2 separate regions of the Sus scrofa genome follow, and region 2 is linked to region 1. A link is a contact called in public HiChIP or PLAC-seq data. All regions are on one chromosome and are shown on one strand. The core of a region is the stretch at or near the end of the contact, and the rest is flanking DNA. Distances in the headings are between cores, read along the strand shown.

What was found. HiChIP or PLAC-seq counts read pairs in DNA pulled down with a chosen protein or histone mark.
Region 2: an H3K27ac HiChIP or PLAC-seq map of alveolar macrophages shows a contact between it and region 1. The contact joins two enhancer-like sites. A contact is called at or near these places in 2 of 47 Hi-C or Micro-C datasets (embryonic fibroblasts and epiblast stem cells) and 1 of 2 datasets of contacts at active chromatin or transcription factors (alveolar macrophages).

The regions. Positions count from the first base shown.
Region 1 is chr14:31,363,697-31,367,535 of Sscrofa11.1, forward strand. CAMKK2 (calcium/calmodulin-dependent protein kinase kinase 2) reads left to right here. Exons shown (of 16, transcript XM_021073030.1): 16 at 1-2,808. Among named protein-coding and RNA genes, the nearest start is that of P2RX4, 22 kb to the right of the region's middle. Within about 2 kb of position 1,700, at least 35 of the 83 cell types and tissues checked have an H3K27ac peak or open chromatin away from gene starts, as enhancers often do. A contact at or near this core is called in alveolar macrophages, where this site is marked.
Region 2 is chr14:31,617,010-31,620,848 of Sscrofa11.1, forward strand. No RefSeq gene overlaps it. Among named protein-coding and RNA genes, the nearest start is that of ATP2A2, 56 kb to the right of the region's middle. Within about 2 kb of position 2,207, at least 27 of the 83 cell types and tissues checked have an H3K27ac peak or open chromatin away from gene starts, as enhancers often do. A contact at or near this core is called in alveolar macrophages, where this site is marked.

The DNA of each region.
Region 1 (3,839 bases), core at 450-2,949:
GAATGGGCGGGTATGAGGAGTTGCAGACCCAAAGCCACGTGCATTTGGGGACAATTGCTTTTTAAAACGTTTTTATGCCAAAAATCCTTCCTTGTGAACTCAGAATCATGTCAGATATACCAAGTGAATGTGTGTGTGTGTGGGGGGGGTTGAAAATCAGCCCAAACTGACAGAAAACTGGTGGTGCGGTCTGAGACCACACCCACATTTGAAGGGGGGGATGTAACTTGGTGCAGAACTCAAACCCCAAACCGTGGCACCTTCTAGAACCATGGACTCAAGGAGTCAGGACAGGGCTAGCCCTCAGTAAACTGCAGGGAGCTTTGCTGCAACTTACTCCTAAGAAGGACTTTACAAATTTTTTATGAGTAAAGTTGTAGTCAGGAAAGGGCTTGATGCTTAATAGCTTCCCGGAGGGGGATTTTCCGACCCCAGAGGGGCATTCGGTGGTTGTGGGGGGACAGGTCCCCTCTAAAGGTCTGAACGAGTGTTTATGACATCGGCTCAAAGCTGGAATCTTTCTTAGTTGACTGAGGAGCTCTGGTAAGTCTCTTGTTAAATGACAAAAACTTCAGGGTGAAATCCTACACTTCCATGTACATTACATGGCTTAGGAGTAAAAACAAACAAAAAATACGTTCAGTTCTCTAACTAGTCTGAACTCTAGAGCAGTTCAGAAATCATTTCGAGCTTCCAGGATATATCCCACGGCTTCAGGTATGTGAGAGCCAGTGAAAGCTATGCCTGTATATTTAGCAGCTCTGCTTGTTCATAACCCATGTATTCTAGAGACGGCTAAGGTTTTCTTTCCTTCTTAAATACTAGCTGATTGCTGTTAATGAAACACTTATCTAGTTTCTGGAGGGCCAGATTGGAGGTACTTTCCTTCAGCTGAGACGCAAATGACCATTCCTCACAGGCAAAGCTCTGTTGGGATCTCTACGGTAACTTTAGGGCACCCTTTGAGAGATGATGATTGAAACGCAGAGCACTCCTCAGGGCCCCAGGGAACCAGAGCTTGGCACGAGAAGTTCCCTTTTGTGGCCAAAAGTCTGGAAAGAAAAGGTTTACTTTTTTGACTTTCCACTGACGTTGGGAAGTTTGGTTGCAGTTCAAGTATGATTTCTTCCAGAGCTACATGTGGGTGAGCGTGAAGTTCTAGGGGGAAGAAAGTTGGAAGGACTTCGAATAGGGAATTCCCAGTGCTTTGTGGAATCTGGCTTGGGGGAAACAGGGTCTTTCATGGGCTCAGAAGGAGTGCTTTTTTGTAGTTTCTATCTACTCAGTGTTGGTAGGAGGGCTTTTTGCAGAGAGACAGAGAAGCAGACCAGGTGCCTTCCTGCCCAGCACGTTCACAGAGCCCCAGTGTTCTTGGCCTCCCTAGATCTTCCTAAGCTCTTGACTGTGGTTTAGCCAGGCTTCTCTTGCTCTCTCATAAGCAGTACTGAATTAGGGAATGCTGGTTTCCAAGAGCAAAGGTACACCCTCTGCTGCAGGGGCCTCTGGCCTGCTTTCTTTCTGTTTGTAACCTAGCACTTCCTCTTGCCTCTTGGACTTGTTTCAGTTTACAGGCTCCACCCCTACTGGGAGCAAGTGGGGTCTGGTTAGTTTGCAATAAGCACCTTGCAGTGGTTCCTGTCAACCAGTCCCTAGTCTTAGTCCCAGCCTGTCTATGTGGACTCTGGCCCGGCCTGTGCAGTGGCTTGCCCAGGGAGGGCGGGCAGCATGCAAGAGCCTCTGCAGAACTGTGTTTACACAACCGCATCGGGCAACGCCATTTCTCCCACGATGAAACTCTCCGGCTAAGATTACATGGCGTGGAAAGCCAGCGAGCAGGCAGCACCATGAACTGTTGTGGGGGTGGGGGGGCAGGGGGCTATGTTCATTACTTTTTTTTTTAAAATAAGAAACACCAAAGAAAGCTGTGGAAAGGAACTGCCCCACGGAGAAAAGTATAAGCAGGGAGGTGTGTAACATAAAGCATTAGAGCTCCTTGGAGCACAGACTCCTGGGGTTCGTCTCCACTCTTAGAGCACAAACATTGATTTTTTTTCCCCCCAAAGTCAGCTCTGTTAGGAAAGGGCAGAAGCTGTGATGAGCAGCTTTTCCAGGTGAGGATACCCATCCACCTCTTCCATCACTGGCTCATCAATGGGACCAGTTTGATGTAAGCAAGACATGGCCTGCACCTGTGGCCTTGAAGGAAGCACACGTCCTCTACCCATCTTCCTTCTGCCCTGTTCCACTCCCCCATCTAGTCTGCAGCCTGGCCAGTGGCTCCCATAAAGCCTTATCCAGCCCCTCGTTGGCACTTGGGGCCGGAGAGGCTGTCTCCCCACTGGCCTGGGCTTTCCCGTGAGTTAGGGCTCCGTCCTCAAGTCCTTTCAAGGCAAGGAAGCGAATAGCTGTGCATTTAGAGACACAGGCCCGACCTGTCACTCTCACTCATCTTCCAAAGGGGAGCTTCCCATTGCCTGGGGGCGGGAAGAACCAAGACCTCCACTTGCTTCCAAGGTGCTAGGGAAAGTGTCAAGGTCGTCGATTCTCATCTTCTCTCAGCTTTACAGGCCGAGTTTCGCGGGACTGCTGACTTTTCTATTCTGTGACTGATTTCATGCCCGATGCTTCTGTTTTATTCCTGATCCTTTCTACTATGCATTTTCCTTTTATCAGGTGTACAAAGTTAAATACTGTGTATTTATCACTAAAAAGGTACATGAACTTAAGAGAATATTAAGCCTTTGGTGTTTTTCCACAGATGTTTAAGCTTCTCTGTAAACTTGAAATAAACAGCAAAATGGTGCAAAGCCTGGCCCTTTTTGGAATGTTTTCGTTGGTCGTTCCATGAAGTCAGCCCTTTCCAGGTCATCTGGCCTTATGTCTGTTTTCCTTCCTTAGGCTTGACAGCGAGATCAAATGCCCAAGTCAAGGCAGATGCACTCAGTCAACCCCTAATTTAAGCCTGTCATAGTACCCCACTACTGAGAGTGTGGTCCCCAGGTCAGCATCACCTGTGAGTGGGCTGGAAATACAGACTTCTAGGCTCCATCTAAGCAAGCTCCCCAGGTCACTCATCTATACACTGAGGTTTGCAAAGCACTGCTCTGGCAGGCAGGTCATTGCCAGATGGATTCTTCTGGTGGAGACCAAACAAGCGAGCACCTACAGGATGGGTGCTAAAAGGTCACACACAGACCACATCCTGCGGGCAGGCAAGCTTCCTGACCCTTCACCCCATGAGGTAAGTGTTAACCCCATTTATGGATCATCATCTGTAAACAGGCTTGACCAGAGCTCTGAATTGGTCAGCAGGTTCAGTGCTTTGCAGAGCCTTGACAGCTGCCGGTTGTCATGGAGTCTGGAGAGAGGTTCTAGAACCGCTTTTTCCAGACTGCAGGCTAAGGTTTCCCTGCATTCCCAGGTGCGGCTCCAGCCCATGGCATTGCTTTACTGGCTTTGAACTTCGATTCTTTGTTATCAAGGGACAGTAGATGAAGTTTGAAAGATTCCTGTTCCACAACTGCAGGAACACAACATTGAAATACTGGCCCTCCAGGGCTGGGAGCAGGTGTTCCCAGTCAAAGACCCCACTGACTGATGAAAGCCAGAAGAGAGGCACACAGGTGCATCCTGTTGCAGGGTTTTAGGGGTTTCAGAGTCTCTTGGAAGGTCATCCACGGATGCAAAGCTGAAGGAACCCTGCTTAAAAGGCAGCGCCAGAGTGCCAACACGTGGGGGTGCGATGAAACACAAGATGACGCTGGTGAGTTAAATAGTAAGGCCACCTCCACCCCCTGCCTCACCCCATCTGGCCGTGGCATTTCGTCTAAGAAAAAGGG
Region 2 (3,839 bases), core at 957-3,456, 250 kb after region 1:
GGCTACACCCCACCATGCGGAAGTTCCTGGGCCAGGAATCAAACCTGCGCCATAGCAGTGACCTGACAATGCCAGGTCCTTAACTCACTGTATAAGAGAACTCTGAGGTAAATGTATTTGTTTAGTGTTGGCTACTGGCTTGTTGTTTTTAAGCCAGTAAGTGATGTTCCTTTAACCAGAGTATATGAATTCCTTTACAAATACTTGAAAAAGACTAGATACTCTTCCCAGAAACAGCACTTTATTCCCTAAAGGAACTTCAGTTTATAAGATTATAAAGCCTAGTGATTAGTTTTTTCAGCCTTCACTGTCTTTGGTGCTCTTCTCTTAATTTAAAAAAATTTTAATGACAGATACGCCAAGGAATGCTTATAATTCTGATTTGATTATTGCTTGCCATCTTTATTCCACACAGAAAGAGTATGTGGATTAAACACTATGGTAACTCCAAAATTACTTTATTAACTGAAGCAGAACATCGTTATTACTTCAAGAAAAGCAAATTGGAAAAAAAAAAAAAAAGCCCTAAAAGTACAGAGTTATTTATAGTTTTTATGTAACATTGGACATTTAGTAATGCAACTTAATAGGCTTTGTACAGTGTCTTTCCACTCATTTCATGATTCGATTGGAACATTGCAAAGCTTTGACTAACTCTGACAGTTTTTGACAGGTGGCACTTACAGAAGAAGAGCTTATTACATTTTTCCTTCAGGATTGATACTCTAGCTGGCTAATTGATGAGAGTACTTAATTGTTTTGGAAAATAATCTGTCTTGCACATAATGGCCCAAGTAAAGGAGAAAATGTAGCCTGTGAAATATGCTTCTGTGTTCACAGATTTTCTCCTCCTAGGATCCAGTGTTGCCAACTGTTGCATGAGACTGACTTAAACTGTAAATTTCAAAAGGCCACTGCTTATCTTACTTTCTGTATTAGTTAAGGACATAATCCAACTTTAAAGGTTATCCTTTGAGAAGAATCTTATAATACAAGATAATGTCTTTTCGGTTATAAATCTATTAACAACTCAGTCCAACATCATGTATTTTCCAGGTCCAGAAAATGTAGCAGAATGCTCTTAGAACATTGTTTAAAGACCTGTGGAAATTAAACCAGATCTCAGGAAATTATAGAATATTTAACTTTCTTCTTTAGATTAATACTTTGTATCATTTTGCTTTAATGCAGCAGTGAACAATAATAAAAGAAGCCATTTCATTAAACTATCAAATAATTAGTTTATGTAACATACAGTTTTTTTGGAAAATTTTAAGCTCTGCATTTTCCAAGTGAAATTCTAAAGCTTTTATGCAACACGATACAGAGCACTTTTTGGTAATTTGAATAAGAGACTGAATATGTTGCTCAAACTAAAAATATATAAATTTGCAGAATTCTGAATTGAATTTGAAACTATGCACAAATGAATAGCTTGCCAGAGCTACCTTTGTACTGAAATAAAATTTGTATTGAAAAATGGCTTCATATGGATGTGTGTGTCTTATAGAAACTTCCTTGTCTTACACAGGCCTTCTCCCAACGTTAGTGACTAATGAGTGTGAATCAAAGACTTGTTTCTACAAAAGGTTCTAGGTGCTTACATCATTCCTTTTGAGTGGCATGGAGTGTTTGGCCCTAGGGGGTGGGTAAGTTAACCCCCCAATAATTAACTTTCCTTAAACTGGGTTGTTATTGATAACGTCTCCAATGTTGTAGTAAAGGTGAGATCTAGATTGTGCATATAATGAATCCTGTTTTAAACAATCCATGGCAGCCAGGAAGAGAAATAAAGTTAAAGTTGCCCTTTTATTAAATATGTGATTATTTCTCTCCTCAGGAGAAGCTACTGGCTTAGCTCCTCCTCTCTTTCCTTTTAATGAGAGCAGTTTAATTACAGCTGTTTGATGTCCAGCAACCAGCCATGAGGTGAATGTTTTGTCTGAGGAGAAAAGAGAGGGATCCTTTAAAGTCATCTATATATTGTCTTTGACCCTTCTGCCTTAAGGCAGTCTTTAAAAAAGAAAGTTATTTGTAACTGTTGTGCAGTCTCATCCTGTCCTTGCAAAAGGAATCAAAAACTAAAACACAAAATCCAAACAAACATTTTTTTAAAGATGGACAAAATATGCTTTCTGCTCCCATGCTCCCTCTTTTGGCAAACTGTAAGTACTTTCTCAGCAAACACTGATAATTTCAGTTTCCTTTCTAGAATTGCTGAGAGACTTGAGTCACGGAACTTGGTTTACTGCTATGGAAATTCACTATTCAGAACACAGAGGAGACTAAAGATCTCTGTTTTTCAGTGAAAGTCTTTGTTTCTGCCTCACTTCAGAGTGTTAACTAATGGCAGGTTCCTGGCAAGACTGCTGCTTTAGCACTGCCCATGATAACCTGGTAAAGTCATAGAATTTTGGAGTTTGAAAGGAACCTCAGAATGATTCGTGTAATCATTCATTAGATCTGTTGGAACCTTTGAGGGATCTCTTTCAACCTCTACACAGTCAGAAATCAATACAGTAGTGCCTGTAGCAACTTGCTTTCCAGCCTCAGTAGATAACCGCAGTGCAGCTCACTCCTCACGAGGGAGCCTGTTCCACTGTTAAAGACACAGCTTGATTAGTTTGTTGGTTCTAAAAGTGAAGCAGATTTACAGAGGACGGGAAAATTTTTTTAAATAGCAGTTAGGCAAAGCAAGATTGAACAAATTTTACTCCCTGAAGCTCTGTAGTCATTATAATCATGATGATGGTGAAGATGATGATGCTGGCAGCTAACTCATTATTGAACACCTAGTATGTATGAGACACTGTCCTAAGTGCTTTATGTATAGGAACCAATGTGACTCTCAAAATAACCCTATGAAGTGTAGATACTCTTATCCCCACTTTATAGATGAGGAAACTGAGGCACAGAAAAGCTTCCACAGTATTACACAGCTAATAACCATGGCAGAGCCAGAGTCTAAGACTTTAACTGCCATGTTGTCCTGCAATATGACCCATGAATATACTGGCTGTGTATATCCAGACAGGTTGATGTCCATTTATGAACTATAATATGTGTGAAATTATATTTAATGCTTCTTACAATTCTTTTTTTTAAAATGTGTTTCCTTACTGTACCTGAAGAACAAACTTAACTGCTTTTCTAAATGATTAGAAATAAACTCTACTGGAGTTCCTACTGTAAATCAGTGAGTTAAAAACCCGACTAGTATCCATGAGGATTCGGGTTCAATTTCTGGCTTCGCTCAGCAGGTTAAAGGATCTGGCATTGCCACGAGCTGTGTTGTAGGTCACAGATGCAGCTCAGATCCCACATTGCTGTGGCTGTGGTGTAGGCCAGCAACTGCAGCTCCAATTCAACCTCTAGCCTGGAAACCTCCATATGCTGCAGGAGTGGCCCTAAAAAGAAAAAGGAAAAAAAATTCTACCAATTATATGAGAGAAATATAGTAAAAATGATCATCAAGTAAATGCATCAAAGAAATGAGTAATAGGAGCTCCCTGGTAGCCTAGCAGTCAAGGATTCAACGTTGTCACTCCTGTGGTTCTGGTTACTACTATGGCATGGGTTCGATCTCTGACCTGGTGGGAAACTTCCACATGCTGCAAGTGCAGCCAAAAATAAAATTGGAGGAGCTCCCACTGTGGTGAGCAGGTTAAGGATCTGGCATTGTCTTTTCAGCAGCCTGGGTTCAATCCTTGGACAGGCACAGTGAGTTACGGATCCAGCATTGCTGCAGCTGTGGCATAGATCGCAGCTGCAGCTTGAATTCAATCCCTGGCCCAGAAACCCATATGTCACGGGTGCAGTCAAAAAAGAAAAATTAAAAA